Regions from separate parts of the Cyprinus carpio genome. Here region 1 is linked to region 2. Evidence: chromatin contacts called from public Hi-C data. All regions are on one chromosome and are shown on one strand. The core of a region is the stretch at or near the end of the contact, and the rest is flanking DNA. Distances in the headings are between cores, read along the strand shown.

The links. A called contact is a pair of places that touch in the nucleus more often than the background predicts.
Region 1: a Hi-C map of skeletal muscle shows a contact between it and region 2, with 6 times the contacts expected there. The contact joins the promoter of LOC109104546 here to the enhancer-like site in region 2. A contact is called at or near these places in 5 of 8 Hi-C or Micro-C datasets (liver and skeletal muscle).

The regions. Positions count from the first base shown.
Region 1 is chrA10:354,526-358,163 of ASM1834038v1, reverse strand. It overlaps LOC109104546 (nuclear factor interleukin-3-regulated protein-like), which reads left to right and starts at 2,114. Exons shown (of 2, transcript XM_042764582.1): 1 at 2,114-2,306. It overlaps LOC109089516 (tyrosine-protein kinase transmembrane receptor ROR2-like), which reads left to right. Exons shown (of 9, transcript XM_042764581.1): 9 at 1-1,031.
Region 2 is chrA10:310,240-313,823 of ASM1834038v1, reverse strand. No RefSeq gene overlaps it. Among protein-coding and RNA genes, the nearest start is that of LOC122146368, 34 kb to the left of the region's middle. Within about 2 kb of position 2,078, at least 1 of the 8 cell types and tissues checked has an H3K27ac peak or open chromatin away from gene starts, as enhancers often do. A contact at or near this core is called in skeletal muscle, where this site is marked.

The DNA.
Region 1 (3,638 bases), core at 865-3,364, 44 kb before region 2:
CGCGGTGCCAAGCCTCCGTGCAAACAGCGGGACGCGACGGAAAAGACAGTTTACGCCTGATGAGCAGAAAGACGGTAATTACTGGCTCAAGCGGACTCGTAATAACGAAGCTGCGAAAAGGTCTCGCCAGCGCAAGAGGATGGAGGAGCATCTCTTGGAGTCGCGCGCCGTCGAGCTTCAACGAGAGAATGACAAATTAAAGGCTGTGCTCTCTACAGTTCATCATCACAGCGCTGCTCAAAGTAACCCGATGCATGCTGCTTTTGGGTTCCCTCTCGGACTGCCAAATGGCGGTCATCCGCGCAGTTTACCCGTTCCTACAACTGTGTTACCATTGCGCAGTCTGTCTCATTGCCCATTTTCTGATTGCTGCGGATCAGTATGTCCTCAAACAAATCATTTTAGCTCGGTTTTCGATTTGGTATCATACCCTATGCTGAAAAACGCTGTCGCTACTAATACTACGAAACCCCCGCGCATCAATTTATTGGATAGTTATCATCCAATGGGCAGGTACAGTCTTGGGAGCGCATGCACCCGCGGAGCTTATCAGAGGAATAGAAGTTTTGCGAATGGAAATGACTCTGCTCAAACTATGCACGGGCTGCCGGACTACAGAAACACTTTGGTTAACCTGTCGCGTGTTCCCCGCTGTTACAAAGCATCGTCTTCTGAGATGGCACAGGATTGCGCGCGGCAGCCTGGACCGATCGGAGCCGCGCATGAAGGCGAAATGCCAGCAAACGCGGCAGAACTAACACGCCAACGACAAGCGACCACGCAGCCGGTTCTGCTTCCACACAAACTGCGCTACAAAGGTGGAAACGCAAGGTTTGCATCCGCGAGCTTTTCATCGTAATGGAAACCACGCGAGACAGACCATGCGTTTATATCATCGTTACAGAGGTGTTACTGGCTGTCACAGAAAGATTGTCATTTTATTGCATTTGTTTAATTGCTAAATCACTTACATTGCACTGTGAATCTTTAGTTGTAATACCTCCTAAATAAAGGTATTGTTTCTGCACAAATGAGTACTTTCTTCTCGACTCTGAACATCATGCATCTTAATTTCAAAATGCATATAAATGTTATGAGGGAAAAGTCGGTGTATTTTCTTACTGGTATAAGCTTATGTTAAGTGTAGGCTGTATTTTATCAGAACATTGTTTCTGACTGTGCACTTGAAACCGGTTTCTTTTCCACAGGGTGGCGCACCCGCACACTTCTTATTTAATGTAGGTCATCTTGAGCGCCACGTTGTGCAACTCCTTTAGTTTTAGGTTACATCACATCCACACCTGTTATATCATGACCATTAGACAACCATAAATTACATGTGACTTATGCTGACGATTTCATAATACACACACACACACACACACACATATATATCAAACTAGTTTTAGTTTTGGAAAAAAGCATACCGCGGTCATTGAGTTCACAAGAGAGAATCACAAATTGGAACTGATTTAATATTAGTGTGCTCGTGTCCTTTAAACGAGGTAATAATGCATAACACCATTTATGTAAGCCATTCTGCTGCAAACCTCTCCCTATTTCTTTGAATACCAAGTGGCTTCATTTCTCTGAAAAATGAGATGTGTCTGTTGATATTTTGATAACATATTTTTCATTCATATCTGAAGTAATTAAAATTAGACGGGTAATAGTTATAATAATCGCTATATACTTAGGGTTTTTTCATTTCTATATCAAGATTACGACAGTTATTATAATAATACCAGTTCTTCTTCTACATGCAACATCAATAATAATAATAAAACACTGTACAGTCATTGTTAAATATATATTCATGTAATGTTTGACATGAAGACATTTCAAGATATTCTGAAAGTTTCTAGATTTAGAAAGTTTCAGTGTCAGCATTTTTAAAATAAAAAATAAACTTTTTAAAGGTAGCCGACGAGGTTTTCCTCAACTGTACTTCGGACTCCCCATTATGTATATTACTGTTCATACTTACCGAGTCGTTATTGCTCATGTGAGACAGACTGCTATTAATGAGATGTGTTTTATTGGCTCAAATCGGAAGATGCTGTATTTTGATTGGTCGAGAGATGTGCCGGTCAATGCACGCTGCCAGTACTCTTCTGTAGTGACCTACTAACACAGATCCATGAGGCAGCAGCACTGACTCCGGCAGGAAAACGCGCAGGAGGAACACAAGTATCATTTTCAGATGGGATGTTATTACTGCTGATGAAACACTTCTGGTCGCTTTGAATGGTTTCATGCACGTTATTTATCCCGGACCTCTATATATTTGGACCTTTGCTTAAGAGGTAACTGCTTTCTTCTTTTACCGTGAAGCATAACGTTACATGAACGGATAACGTTAGGGCTCGTTTGGGGTGTTTCAACCGGTAGCCGGTATAACAGATTAATACAGTAAGGCAACTTTCAGCGTGGTCTGTGTTCAGCATTATATCAGCGCAGACATATTTTCGTGTTTAACCTAAACGCTTATGGATTATAAATTCTTATGCAGTGCCGCACATTATGATATTTGTGAAAATAACATTATAATATGGGCACTGGGAGACGGGGTGGCTATATTCATCTGGCTGGGTGTATCAGGCTCTCGGGTCAATACATAATACATTTAGACCTTATGCAGTTTAATTTAAATATTGAAATATATTAGCCTACATAGATTTGTGAATTTTACGTTTTACATTCGTATTGAAATTTGTGACATGCATTTGCTCTAATAATAGGCTAAATGTTAATAAATCGTACATAATATTCAGTTTATCCCCGAACGCTTGTGTGCGTTTATTGTGTAACACTGATCATCTTACAGTCCTTGCACAATTACGGAAGCTGGGACACTTCTGACAAGACCGCAGCGGCACTTGTAACGAGCTGTTGTCTAATGCCCAGCGATAACTGATATTTATCTTTAATATATCGCTAAGGTGAATGTTTCACGCGCACCGATCAGACTGTCCTGAGTGTCTGTGTCGGGATGGGGTGAATGCATTAAAGGCCTGTCAAATAACAACACAGCAAGGGTATGATGTGTGTGTGTGCGCGCGCGCGCATTTGCATTGGAGGTAGTACTGTTTTATACCCCATTTAAAACCCGATTTAAGTGTAAAGTGTAACTTTATTATAGCCATCTTTTTATTATTCCTTGGAGACGCAGCCATGGTTGAATCCCCAAACCACAACGCTCACTCTAAATGCAATCTCTGTTAGACTTTCTGAATTAATGTTCACTATAGCTGAAAGAAAACAAGCCTTTTCATGTTAGTCTAGTTGCGAATACTGTATTTTCCGAGCGCGCTTTCATCGGTTGATTCGTCTCGGTTCAGCCACGTGTGATGAAGCTGGCTGCTCGCGTTCCTTTGTTCTGCGCGGCAGTCTGCGCCTGTACTGGAGCTGTCTGTGTTTACAATCTGTTCATAGTGTTGAGATCGAAGTTACTACGGAAAACTTGAGTTTATGAGCATAGGCAGCTTTAGCTGAGGTAACTCCAGCGGTTTGATTCGCACGTTGAAGGTCAGGTCATGTAATCACGACCACATTATAAATGCGTTTAAAGCGTGAGCTGTCGCAATACTTTGAGCACGCAACCCGTGACATAATGGGGCAGAGCATAATTTGAAGAT
Region 2 (3,584 bases), core at 829-3,328:
ATAGGAGACAGATCTGGACTGATCAAGCTCATTCACTCTGTGTCTATGAAACCACGCTGTTGTAGCACATCCAGAACGAGACCTGGCAGTGTCTTCATCTAATAACCATGGACTTCCCATGAAAGACCTCATCTTGATGGCAGTATATGTCTCTGTTCCAGTATATTTCGCTGGTGAAGGTCTGGATGCTCCTTTAGTTTTTGGGGGTTTGTGAATTGATGTGTATTTTTACTGGAGTGAAGTTGAAATGTGGACTCATCTGAGCACAGCACACATTTCCACTGTCCTTCTGACGATCTGAGATGAGCTCTGGCCAGAGAACCCTGCGGCATCGCTGCACAGAACTGATATGTAACAGAGTAACAGAGATTCAGGATGCATTTATTGAAGCAGCAGCAGACTGTGTTAAGTGACAGTGGTTTTCTGAAGTACTCCTGAGCCCATGTGGCTATATTTCACACCGCAGCATGACGGTTTCTCAAGCGACACATCTGAGGGGTCAAAGGTCACACACATTCAATTGAGGTTTCCTGTCTTGTCCTACACAGACTGAGATTTCTCTGGATTCCCTGAATCTTTTCACAATATTATACATGGTAGTTTGTGAATTCTTTGTGATTTTACATTGTAAAATTGTATTTTTGATTCATTTGAAACTTCTCATGAAATTTGGCACAGAATGATGAGCCATGATCCAGCTTTGCTTGCAAAAAAATGAGATGCTTCTTTTATACCCGGACACGATCCCCTCTCCTATTACAGTAATCACCTGCTTACTGTGAACTGTTTCTAAAACAGTTTAACTTGGATATTCTATAACCTTTCACTTTTATTTTGCCTCTGTCCCAATTTTTTTTGGCATGTGTTACAGCCATCAAAATCAAAATTAGTTTACATGTACAAAATACATTTAAGTTGGTCAGTGAAAACTTTGGAAATCTTTTCTTTGTACTTTTGTCAACTGAATAAAAGTTAAAAAGAATTAACAAATCACAGATTCTTGATTTTATTGCATTTTACAAAATGTCCCAAATTTTCTAGAATTGGGGTTGTTGTAGATAGATAGATAGATAGATAGATAGATAGACAGATAGATATATAGATAGATAGATGCAATATATATTTACAGAATATTTTTTTATTAAAATGTATTTTTGTCGTTAACTCAAAACCTTTGTCCCACAATTTTCTTCAGTATTGATGATGCTTTGTTTTTCTGCTCAGAGAAACGGTTAATGATTGCAGTGATGTCATCTGAAGAGAAAAGCTATTCAGTTTAACTTTATGTGCACATGCAACGGATCTCAGTGAAGATGTGTTGCTCAGCAACCGTACGCAGAAGCGAGGAGTGGGAGTGGACTCTGACTGAGCCAAATGACGCAAACAGCATTTATCATCGCCACACAGCTCTAAACGAGGAGGGGGCAATACAAGTGCACGTTCAATATTTCTGCTAACCTATTCTGGGCGTTCAAAGAAATAAACATGTTTACTGCTGCACAAAGATACTACCTACATGAATAAAATAACATATGTGAGTGTCATCATAGCAACCTTTGGAAACTTCATCACATGTGTGATGATCTGTAATATCCTCTTATTTGCCAAAGTAAACTTTAATCAGAGCAAAACAAGGTAATAAAGCAAGGAGCTAATTGCTAAGAAAATGTGCTAAGGTTTGGAAATCATGGAAATCCAAGCTTGTTGGAAACTCTTATATTGTGAAATCTGGCATACTTAGTCTTCAGTGTTCAATCATCTCTGAAATCTTGAATAATTTAGCTCTCAATGTGACAATTTGATGCTATTTGCCTTGATTAATCTTTAGAGATAGTCTGTTTCCGTACAGCATGAAAGAGTGCAGCAATGTTGTGTGTTTGATTCATGCTGGTAAAAATGTCCAGTATAACTGCATTGGGTAAAAGTATCATCCATCTCAAATTATATAGAATAACGTCTGAACAGATCACTTCTCTCTGGAAGATTATAGGAAGCATAATTGTCTTATTGATTCTTCACAATGGCAATTCAAGAGAAGTACCTATTTATCAGAGCAAAAGTGTTTAGGTGTATAGGTTTCACAGAGATAGCTCATACTCAGGTACATGTGTGAAGCAGTTCACAAACCCGTTCACATTAAACTCACATTCTGAGCTACACATACCCAGGTTGAAAGTTTGAGTTGTTTTTGTGCCTGCAGCTGCTGGCCTAATTTTAGCTGTGGGTCGATGGCTGAGCTCTGGCCGCTCTGATGTAAGATTGAGCCATCACATTAGTCACCTATTGTGCTGAATGCAGCTGGAATCGAATGGTGACCCTCTGGCCGACTTCCAAGCGCCGACACCTAATCCAGTATCTGCTCGTTCACGTGGAGCCCTATTGAAGGCCTGTTTATACAGCCACGAGAGGCCATGAGGTTCATTCATGCACCCATACCCTCGCTTCTGTGTCACTGACAGATTCTCACACTCTTATGGCTTGCAGCAGCTGCTGTGCCGTTCACTCGCCATCAAATAGTTGCATTTTGTCCTGATATAGCGACTAGGACTTCTAGTAAGGATGTTATACAAATACAGCTACTGGTTTCATAACACTGGCCCATTTAATAAGTTGATTGTGATGGTACAAAGTGTACTAAAATTTGATCAGGCAGAGTATCATTGGAATATACAGTAATTAAAAAACATTCAGGGTGGGCGGGAAACAAATGCTCACAGTGTGATTGCACACAGGTAACACATTTAGGTTATAACAACATTGTTTTTAATTGTTTCTAAAACATTGAAATGTCCAGTTTTCCTCTTGTGATTCTAACATTAGCTGAAAATGTGTTACAACGCTCTACTAACTTTATTTTCACCCATAATATACTGTTATTTAAATATTTATTTTTAGAATTTTAAAATGTTCTTGTCGTAATTAGAACGTTATTTAAAGGTTACAAAAAAACATTTCTTAGGCGTTCATCATGGTACAAAATAAATATATAAATAAATAATTCCTAAGGACATTCTGAGAATTTTGTTCTGAGAACGTTCTGAGATTGTTCAAGTAAAAATAACATCATGAGAACGTGTTTTTCTAAGAATGTTCGCTCTCAACATTATGAGACCATCAAATATTGATAAAGATATGGGAATGTCCTATATACATTAAGAACGTTTTGTTTTAACATTTATAGAAACATATTTGCCTATATTAACTTTTAAAAAATATTGTGAGAACGTGAAACGTAAAAGACATGTATTGATATTAAAGGAGGAATGCCTATTCACTTCACCGACTATTAACAGGAGTTTAAAGGGAATCTTGCCACAAATTACGGTGGCCGTGAGGTGCAATACAGATTACAATTATGAAAACAAAATAACAAATTGCAAACGCAAATGCAAATCTAAAAAACTAAATAACAATTCAAAAAACACAAAAAAAATTCATGGCCATCGTAATAAATCAATCATCTAGTATTACTTATTACTTAAGTCAAACATTGAAACCCCATCTATTGTGTTACCGGCCCTCAACAGATCTGGAGCCCATCTACCAGAACAGCGGGCTGTCAGAAGGTCACGAAGCTGTTTCTT